Regions from separate parts of the Gasterosteus aculeatus genome. Here region 2 is linked to region 1. Evidence: chromatin contacts called from public Hi-C data. All regions are on one chromosome and are shown on one strand. Each heading gives the region's core, a stretch centred on a gene start, on an enhancer-like site or on the middle of the called end of the contact. The rest is flanking DNA. Distances are from core to core; before and after follow the strand shown. Region 1 overlaps usp54b (ubiquitin specific peptidase 54b). Region 2 holds the start of sncgb (synuclein, gamma b (breast cancer-specific protein 1)).

Region 1 (4,275 bases), core at 376-2,875:
ATAAATGTGTTAATATTTTAGCGTAATTACGATTTGGAAACATGTTAATATATAGTTCTGAGATTTCATAAAGTAACATGTGAGCACACCAAAAGGCCTTTGTGTTTTACAAGAAAAAGAATATTGAAATTTCCCAGAATCAGCAGCAACAACCTGCATAAACCCACTTGTGCTACAAATTGTGTGCAGAAAATATAAATTATCTCTACTTTACAATGTTTTTAGTTTACTGTCTTTTGCAGTTTGTATATTACATATACAACATTATTATTATTTTATACTGAATATCAGGTAATGAGACCATAAAATACTACCAATTCCCCTTAAAAATCTATATTTTGGCCCCAAGCTTTAATGCCTATTTAAATAACATATTTTAAAAGGAGGTTTTTTTTTTTTTGTGGCTCATCCATTTTCATTTGTAGAACTCTCTCCTTTTCATTACGAACACACTCCAAACCTGCACAGCGCATGTAGAGTAGAACTGGGACAAAGGGTTTTATTTGTTTTAAATTCTAAACCTGATTTTTGTTTCCATTTCAGAATAGCTTTGTCCATAGGAATCAAACTTTGAACTGTTGTTTTAACAGTGACACATTCCCTATCAACAATGTCTGATAAATTGGTTTAATTAATGAATAGATAATCAAAATTCAATGTTCTGACAATTGACAAATTAAATAATTAATATACTAATTGTTTCAGATCTGCTGAATATTAAAATTAAATTGTAATGTAAATGTGTCGCTGTAATAAATTTCACAAATTGTACTGTGGTAGCTCCTGTGTGTGTGTGTGTGTGTGTGTGCGTGCGTGTGTACCTGTCTTTCCAGCCAGCAGACTGGACTGGTAAAGGGAGTCAAGCTCGGACAGCTCGGCCTCTTCGCAGTCACAGCAGGGATCGCCCTCTCGCCCCGGGGCATGCTGGGAGCTGCAGTGCCCCGGAGAGGACTGGCAACCGCGGCTGCGGCGCTGACCGGAAGTCTGCGGCCTGATGGGGACACATCGGTCCGGGGGCGTGTCGTACGGCGTCACCACGGCGTCGGGGCGGTCCAAACTCCAGGAGGACCAATGACGCGCGCCGCTGTCGCCGGCGGCCTGGTGCCTCGGCCAGTGCGGAGCGTCGCTGCCGGTGGAATGGGCCTGGGGCGGCTGCCAGAGAGGCGTGAGAGGTTTCCTCTGCCCAGAGGCTTGCAGCGGGGAGGAGGGGGGAGGAGGAGAGGGCGGAGGGGGAGGGTGTGTGCGCGTGGGTTGAAGGTGTGCGGAGTGCGCGCTGTGTGTGGTGTGTGTGTCCCAGAGACGCAGAGGAAGCGAGGGCAGAGAGATGGCTAAGTGCTTCCCCAGGGGTCTGACCCTCACCCCCCCTGCCTGCAGCAACTCGCACAGCCTCACCCCCGTCCCCTCACTGCCGCCCTGGCCTTGCTCCCCCCTCCTCCCCACGGGCCCACCCTCTTCCTCCTCCCCTTGGCCGGAAGGGGCGCAAGGGTGAGGGATGCTGAGGGTGAGCGGGAGTCGAGGGGGAGCAGGTCGATAAGGTGGAGGGGGCGGGTCCGGGCCCAGAGCAGCGTCCTGATTGGCCGTCGCCTGGTCCTCTTCCTCCTCCTGATTGGGCGTCAGCAGTACTTGGACCGGGCCAGGCTGTTCACTGGAGGATACGAGAGAAGGAGGGTGTCAGTGAGCCAGCAGCACGGACCCCCCCACCCAAATAAAAAAAACAGAGCTGCTCTGACGTAAGGTGAGTTACTGCATAGCGGGAAGGTCACCACAGCACAGCAGGATAAACAAGCAGAAAACAGACACATACAAGCTCACTTTCACACAGCAGAAACACACAGCGGCCTCAAAGCCATGCTGTCCATGAGCAAGGCACACGCTCTCCGGCTCCGGTGACCGTCAGGCCGAACCCTCCAGCACACCCGAAGGCTCCGAAGAATTGAATGTCGTTACCAGACAGCAATCTGCGCGCTGCTGTGCTGATCCAGTAGATCAACGCTGAAAATGAATGTGGCCTCGACAGTCTGCAGTAATTCGGTCTCGGCGGGCCACTATGTTAGGTTATTGATTTACATGCGTTGATATGTGGAGGACATGATCTATGTTGAACATTAGTGGTTTCCTCTCTGCAGTGATTCTGTACTCTATCGGTGTGTGTGTGTGTGTGTGTGTGTGTGTGTGTGTAGAGTAAACTAATGCGTGTTTGTGTGCGTATGTGACAAGAGCACAAGTGTGTAAATGTGTGTGTCTGTTTTTTTTAAAAGAGGTTGTGCACTAACCTGTCTGTGTGTGCGTGAGCCCCCATCCCCCCCACACTCAACTCTCTCGTCTCTTTCCAGCCTCAGTAATTACCCAGCAGGCTTTGCAACAGCAAGCTATAAATCTGGAGCTTGTGTTGATCAATAGAGGAGAGGAGGAAGGTAATAAAAGAAGCCCAGCGCCGGGCTTTATCTCCTCCCTCTGCCCACCCTCCTGCTGGTGGATTTACAATCAATCGATTTTTCTTACAAATTTTTTGCTGCAGTTTAATATGAGTTCTAATGAAACACGACATTAACTCAACAGGACGAGCTCAAATTGCTTGTTTTGTCTGACCAACAGTCCAAAGCATAATATTATAGATAAATTATAATTAAATCCATGGGACGCTGGGGCTCAATAACTCTATTATTATTTAACTATATGACATGTTATTTATTCTACAATATCAGTGGATAAGCTGCCTCTCTCTTTAAAAATTAAATGCGAACCTCATCATGAAAAACTAGTAAAGCTCTCTTTCCCACGCGAGGGACACGCGAGGAGGCCGACCGACCTTCCGTCACACACAGACACAGCGGCAAAGGGCAAAAGAAACAAAAAGCAGAGGGAAGCCTCGGCAGCGTCGCGAAGCAGCAAAGCAGAGAGCATCCCCGCTTCCTCGCTTCCTCTCTCCTCGTCCTCGACGGCTACACAAAGCCGAGCGAAGCCGGCCTTTTTTGTTTTTTTACCGCACTGCAACATACACACAAACACGGAGGGCAAAAGAAGTTGCTGTACACAGTCAAATGTGTTTTTTGAGAAAGCGCACACACACACACACACACACACACACACACACACACACACACACACACTGTGACTGAGGCGCAAACACACAACGGGGGGGGTTGTGCAGCGCTTCCGGGCAGCCATGAGCTGAAGACACAAACATGAGGGTGTTGAGGTGTTTTTTTTTTTTTTTTAGACAGCCAGTACCCAGAGGACACACACACACACACACACAGGGGGGTCCCGGGTTTAAGGACAGCTCTCGAGCCGAGGACACACACCCAGTGAGGGAGGGAGGAGGCAGGGGGGGTCTGAGGAGGTTTTGAGACAGGCACCGCTGCGGACACACAAAGGGGGGTTGGGACAGTGGTGGTACCTGCGAGGCCCCTGTGGGCGGGTGCTTCCTGTCTCCCGTTCCGTTTCCTGTTCCTGCCTGCGTTTGATTGGGCCCCCAGTGCTCCTCATGCACGCGGCTACAACCAATCCGCTATGAGCGTTAGCCTCATGCAGGGGTCTGAGCACAGCTGAGGATGTTAACCACAGAGTGGGAGAGAAAAAAGAGAAAAAAGACAGGAAGATATAAGGACAGAGCGGCAGAGAGGAGGAGAGAGCGAGGGGGGACGCAAGAGGAGGGAAAACCCCAACGAGAGTACCAGAGGGAGACGGAGACAAAGGATAAGGATGGAGGAGACAAGAGGAGAGACGGTAGAAGCAGGGCAGAAGGAGTGGTTATGTTATGAGGGGGCCGGCATGCTTACGCTCCTCTACTGTAAGTCAATGGGTGTGTAATTTACACATGTTTGTATGGAGCCAAATCCAGGTCGAAAAGTTTTGATCATTTGAAAAGACAAACGTGAACCTGAAAGTTCAACTTTTGGTCGTGAGCGTTGAAAAACACAACAATGTATTCAAAATAAAAATAAGTGGACCAAAAGTATTTTGGGGTTGAATAAAGTTTCTTTTTTCATCCAGGTCTACTTTTGACCTGGACTTGGCTCCATATGTTTGAAGTTGCAGAGTGGGAGGATTGATTTTATTTATTTAACGCTGTGCCAATGTTATCTGACAGTTGGGGAACTTCTTCGGATCCATAATATTGCTTCGTTAAAGATAGACTCCAACTTCCCGGGATGGGAATGATTCCCAATCCTAGCGGCTCTTCCCACTCTGCAGCTCTGTGGTAAACACTTCAATCTGTCAACACTGATAAGTCAAAAAGTCAAGATCAGACGAATGAGGAGTAAAGCCTAC
Region 2 (4,116 bases), core at 1,364-3,863, 45 kb before region 1:
TATAACCATTAATGCTATGAATGTATGAAACTAGGATGAACTATGTAAAAAAAAAAAACTTTTTGTTGGTGTTTTGAATGATACTATATTTGCAATATGAATAAAAATACAAAAACGGAATTATAACGTTTACATCATTATTGTAATTTTTATTGAAAACATATCAAAATGATATGTGACCTGAAACAACAAGTCTTTTCTTAAGCCTGTAGAATAAGATATGTAGGCGAAGGACGTCCCAGGAGCACACCGACATTTAACATGCTGTTTGACACTCATTAAGGCCTTAAATAAAAAGCTCTGGCCTGTTTGTGAAAGCGGACGTGCACACATTGATACTCTTTACGCTCTGATGTATTCACTGTGCAGCGGGCAGTTAGGGAGGTTTATTACCACCATCGACCCTCCTCACCTCAGTGATCACATCCCCTCACCCTCTGCCTCCCTCCCCCTCTGGGGTCTGCGTGTCATTTTCCGCCATGTTACTTTTTCGCCGGGCTCGTCACCAACCTGTACCTTCTGGAACGTCCAGCTTTTCATTTCAAGTGACTGTAGTCCCTCCATCTCCACCCTCCCTCCGTCCCCGTGTGTCAACTGACTCTCTCTCTCTTTCAGCCAAACCATCTGTTCATTCAGGAGCCACGAGACTAGAAGCTCAGAGCTTTTTTCTGACATAACACCCCTCCCTCCTCTCTCCCTTTTTTTTTTCTCTCCTCCTGCATCCCTCCATCTTTCCCCCGGGATGGGTTGGTTGTTTTAAGAGCTGTTGGGGGGAGTGGGGGGGGGGGGGGGGGGGGGGGGGGGTGGTTAGTCATCAAAGCAGCCCACACTGGCAGGCAAATCCTGCTGCTGCAACGCCACAAACGCGCACACACACACACACACACACACACACACACGCACGCGCGTTCTCCAGCGCGAGCGTGGGCTGAGGTCGGAGGGTGTGCTGGGAGAGTAAATTGCTGCAGTGCTCAAGTGATCCTTGCCCTCTCTTCTTCACGTTCCTCACGACTCTCAGCTCGGGACGTCGACTCCTGCATTCATGCCATCGCATTTCTTTTCTTCTTCTCATTCATCATCATCACCATGATTTTTTTGAAGCCGCCGTGTGACGAAAGCATCCGACTGCAGGCGACGACAAAGAATTCCACTGTGACAAGTCCTCGACCATCCTCCTACTATCAGAAGGCCCCTCCCCTTCCTGGCGGCCTAAAAGCCTGGCACTCGAGGTAACCTTGAGATGTGACGCATTTGCTGCTTGAGCTAACGGAGGAGAACAGGAAAACGTAGCTTGACCATAAAGCAACTGGAAGCTTTTCCACATTTTTTATCTGTGTCCGTTCTCATGTACTTGCATCGTTAAATGCGACTTCACACGTTTATATTTTGTTACCCATGGTTATACCTTTAAAAAAGGCATGCAGCCTAGCACATGCAGGGCAACTATTCTGTAAATTGAATCCCTGTGGACTCTGTGGACGTCGAGTAAATCCTGTCCTGTCTTTCTGCAAACGGCTCCACAAACCATTCAATGTGGAGGAAATTGGGCAAATGACAAAAGCTTGAGGTGTTGCAATCAAGAGATCCTGCAGAATGCATCTTTCCGCTCCTCTCCTATTTCAATTATTCTTATTTCTCAGAAAACACTGAAGACCGATTCTCCTGCAGCTACTGTACTGCTACGTGATTAAAACTTCAATCTCCATCTAACTACCCCTCCTCACCTCATCTATCCTTCAATCGTTCAGACCCCCACCCTCTGCCCTGCACCAGTCCTGCAGCAGTATCTCGCCAGTGCTCTCTCCGTCCCCTCCTTCTTCCCTCCTTCTTCACCTCCCTCTGTTCTTGTCGCTCCTCAGAAGTGTCCCAGACATGGACACCCATGGGACCCCCCTGCAACGGTGCAAAAACTCACGGTGCTACCACACAAACACACACACACACACACACACACACACACACACACACACACACACACACACACACACACACACACACACACACACACACACAAATGGGGTCATTGCTCCCAAACTTACCTACTTTCGTTTTTTTAATACAACCCGGTGCAGCTCTGCAGACACGATGTGCTACGTACCTACATACATCACCCCTTCCTTGGTCTTAGCTGCTGCCTCCTCCATGCCGGCTTTGGTCTTCTCTGCAGCGGCCACCACACCCTCCTTGGCCATGGAGAACCCCTTCATAAATACATCCATCCTGGGCAACGAGACGGCTGGGCTCCCTTGCTCCAAACGGGCCTGTCTGGTGATTACAGCGAGCGTGCAGAAGAGATGACGGGAGTGAGCGTGTGTGTCTGTGGCAGTATGCGTGTGTGCGTGTGTGTGTGTTTGTGTGCTGGTGGCTCCTCCTCCCTTTGGTGCTACAACAGAGGTCTGAGAGGACTGCACGGCAGGACTACAGCACGCAGACTGGGAGAAAGAGGGGGGAGGAAACAGCCGGTACGCACAAGATGGAGAGAGGAGGAAGAGGAGGAGGAGAGGGAGGAAGAGGAGGAGGAGGAGGAGGGACGGCCGGATGCTGCAGCATTTTCAAGTCATGCTGCAAGCCCGCGGTTCAGCCACACCTCCGCCTGTCATCCATCTGTCTCCGGAGGATTCTTAGTCATGCTCAGCGCAGCCTCCGGCTTGCCGTTTGTGTATTTTGATTGGCAGATTTCCCCGGACACACCTTTTCTAGACGATGAGGTCGGGTGCTGTTACATAACCAGCAAAGCGTCACCAGGATTTTTCAAATCATATGCCTTGCGAGATTTCGTCATGTAATCTGTAATCACGCAGCTAGACCCCCAATAGAATTACTTCCTATATATATATATATATTTATATTTCTTTTTTACATACTCTGTTGTCTATATATATAAGATATATATGCAGCCCTTTTTAATATATATATATATATATATATATATATATATATATATATATATATATATATATATATATATATATATATATATATATATATATATATATATATATATATATATATATATGCAGCCCTTTTTATTCTTGTGAGGAGGAGAGAAAATGCATTGTCATCTTCACCCTAATGAGTCACACTTGCCCCCCTCGCCACATCATATTTCTCCCGGACATGCCCACTCAGCAGAACAGAAATTTAGCGGATAGACAATCACTCCATTTTTGTTTCATCACACGTACATACACTTATATTTTAGAGCACAATATTTGGTAACACAATCGAAATATAAGCTGTCACAACCCTCCAATTTCTACTTGAATTTGGTCCATTCTGATATCTGATGAAATAAAGTAGAGTAAATGGATATATTTAGCACAGTGACGTTCATAGAAAGGAGGATGTCTTCTGGTTTGAGTGTTTCTGTACATAATCTCACTGCCCTCTAGTGGGCTACACACTCATGACATCATGACACAGCAGGACAGCTGACTGAGGGCTCTGACTGTTTAAATTTATCTGCATTTTAGTAATGGATACATTTCTTCTAGAAACTAATAGCGAACAGTTTCAAAGGCCAGATTATGGGCATTAATTCTATATGTGGTGGGAGCTTGTCTGTTGATTCCTCTTGGGTTAAATCTTGGCCTATTTGAAATGCTGTAATCAGAAGATTACAGTATTCCAAGATATTTATTGATGGATTTCTGCATCCCAGCGCTTGTAATACAACATGCAATGAGAATTATTTTCCCTTTGACATTTGCATGTGATCTCCTGGTTTGCTCCATGCAGGTATCTCCACGTGCACTGGCTCCTTTGGGTCATGTATGTGCAACAGCACAACGTGGGTAAAGTTTCATACTGCTCAGCGGGTGTGATGATTTATAGTCTCTAAATCAAGGTCTAATTACAATTCTGGCGAAATGCAAGATGGAAAGCAGAAGTTTGATTACATTTTATAATCTAAATGTGAATCACGGCAGTTTGCACAAGCTCTTGTTAGTGACTGAAACATGAGATTGTGGAGACAAAGACACGATGAGGACCTCAGACATCCAGAGAAAGCCTGGTTTACTGGAGACTGATTTAACTTGCAGGTTTCATTTAAAAGTTCAGGGCCTGCTCCACCTGTCAGACTGTATGCAACCCTAGCCTGCATGTGTATATTAT

The links. Hi-C and Micro-C count contacts between places; a contact is called where the count stands out from the background.
Region 2: a contact with region 1 is called in a Hi-C map of skeletal muscle, with 2.4 times the contacts expected there. The contact joins the promoter of sncgb here to the enhancer-like site in region 1. A contact is called at or near these places in 2 of 6 Hi-C or Micro-C datasets (both in skeletal muscle).

Annotation. Positions count from the first base shown.
Region 1 is chr5:10,677,276-10,681,550 of fGasAcu3.hap1.1, reverse strand. usp54b (ubiquitin specific peptidase 54b) reads right to left here. Exons shown (of 21, transcript XR_005712248.2): 16 at 3,401-3,548; 17 at 822-1,645. Among protein-coding and RNA genes, the nearest start is that of opn4b, 20 kb to the left of the region's middle. Within about 2 kb of position 1,625, at least 5 of the 9 cell types and tissues checked have open chromatin away from gene starts, as enhancers often do.
Region 2 is chr5:10,723,801-10,727,916 of fGasAcu3.hap1.1, reverse strand. sncgb (synuclein, gamma b (breast cancer-specific protein 1)) reads right to left here and starts at 2,613. Exons shown (of 5, transcript XM_040175977.2): 1 at 2,099-2,613. The coding sequence starts at 2,219.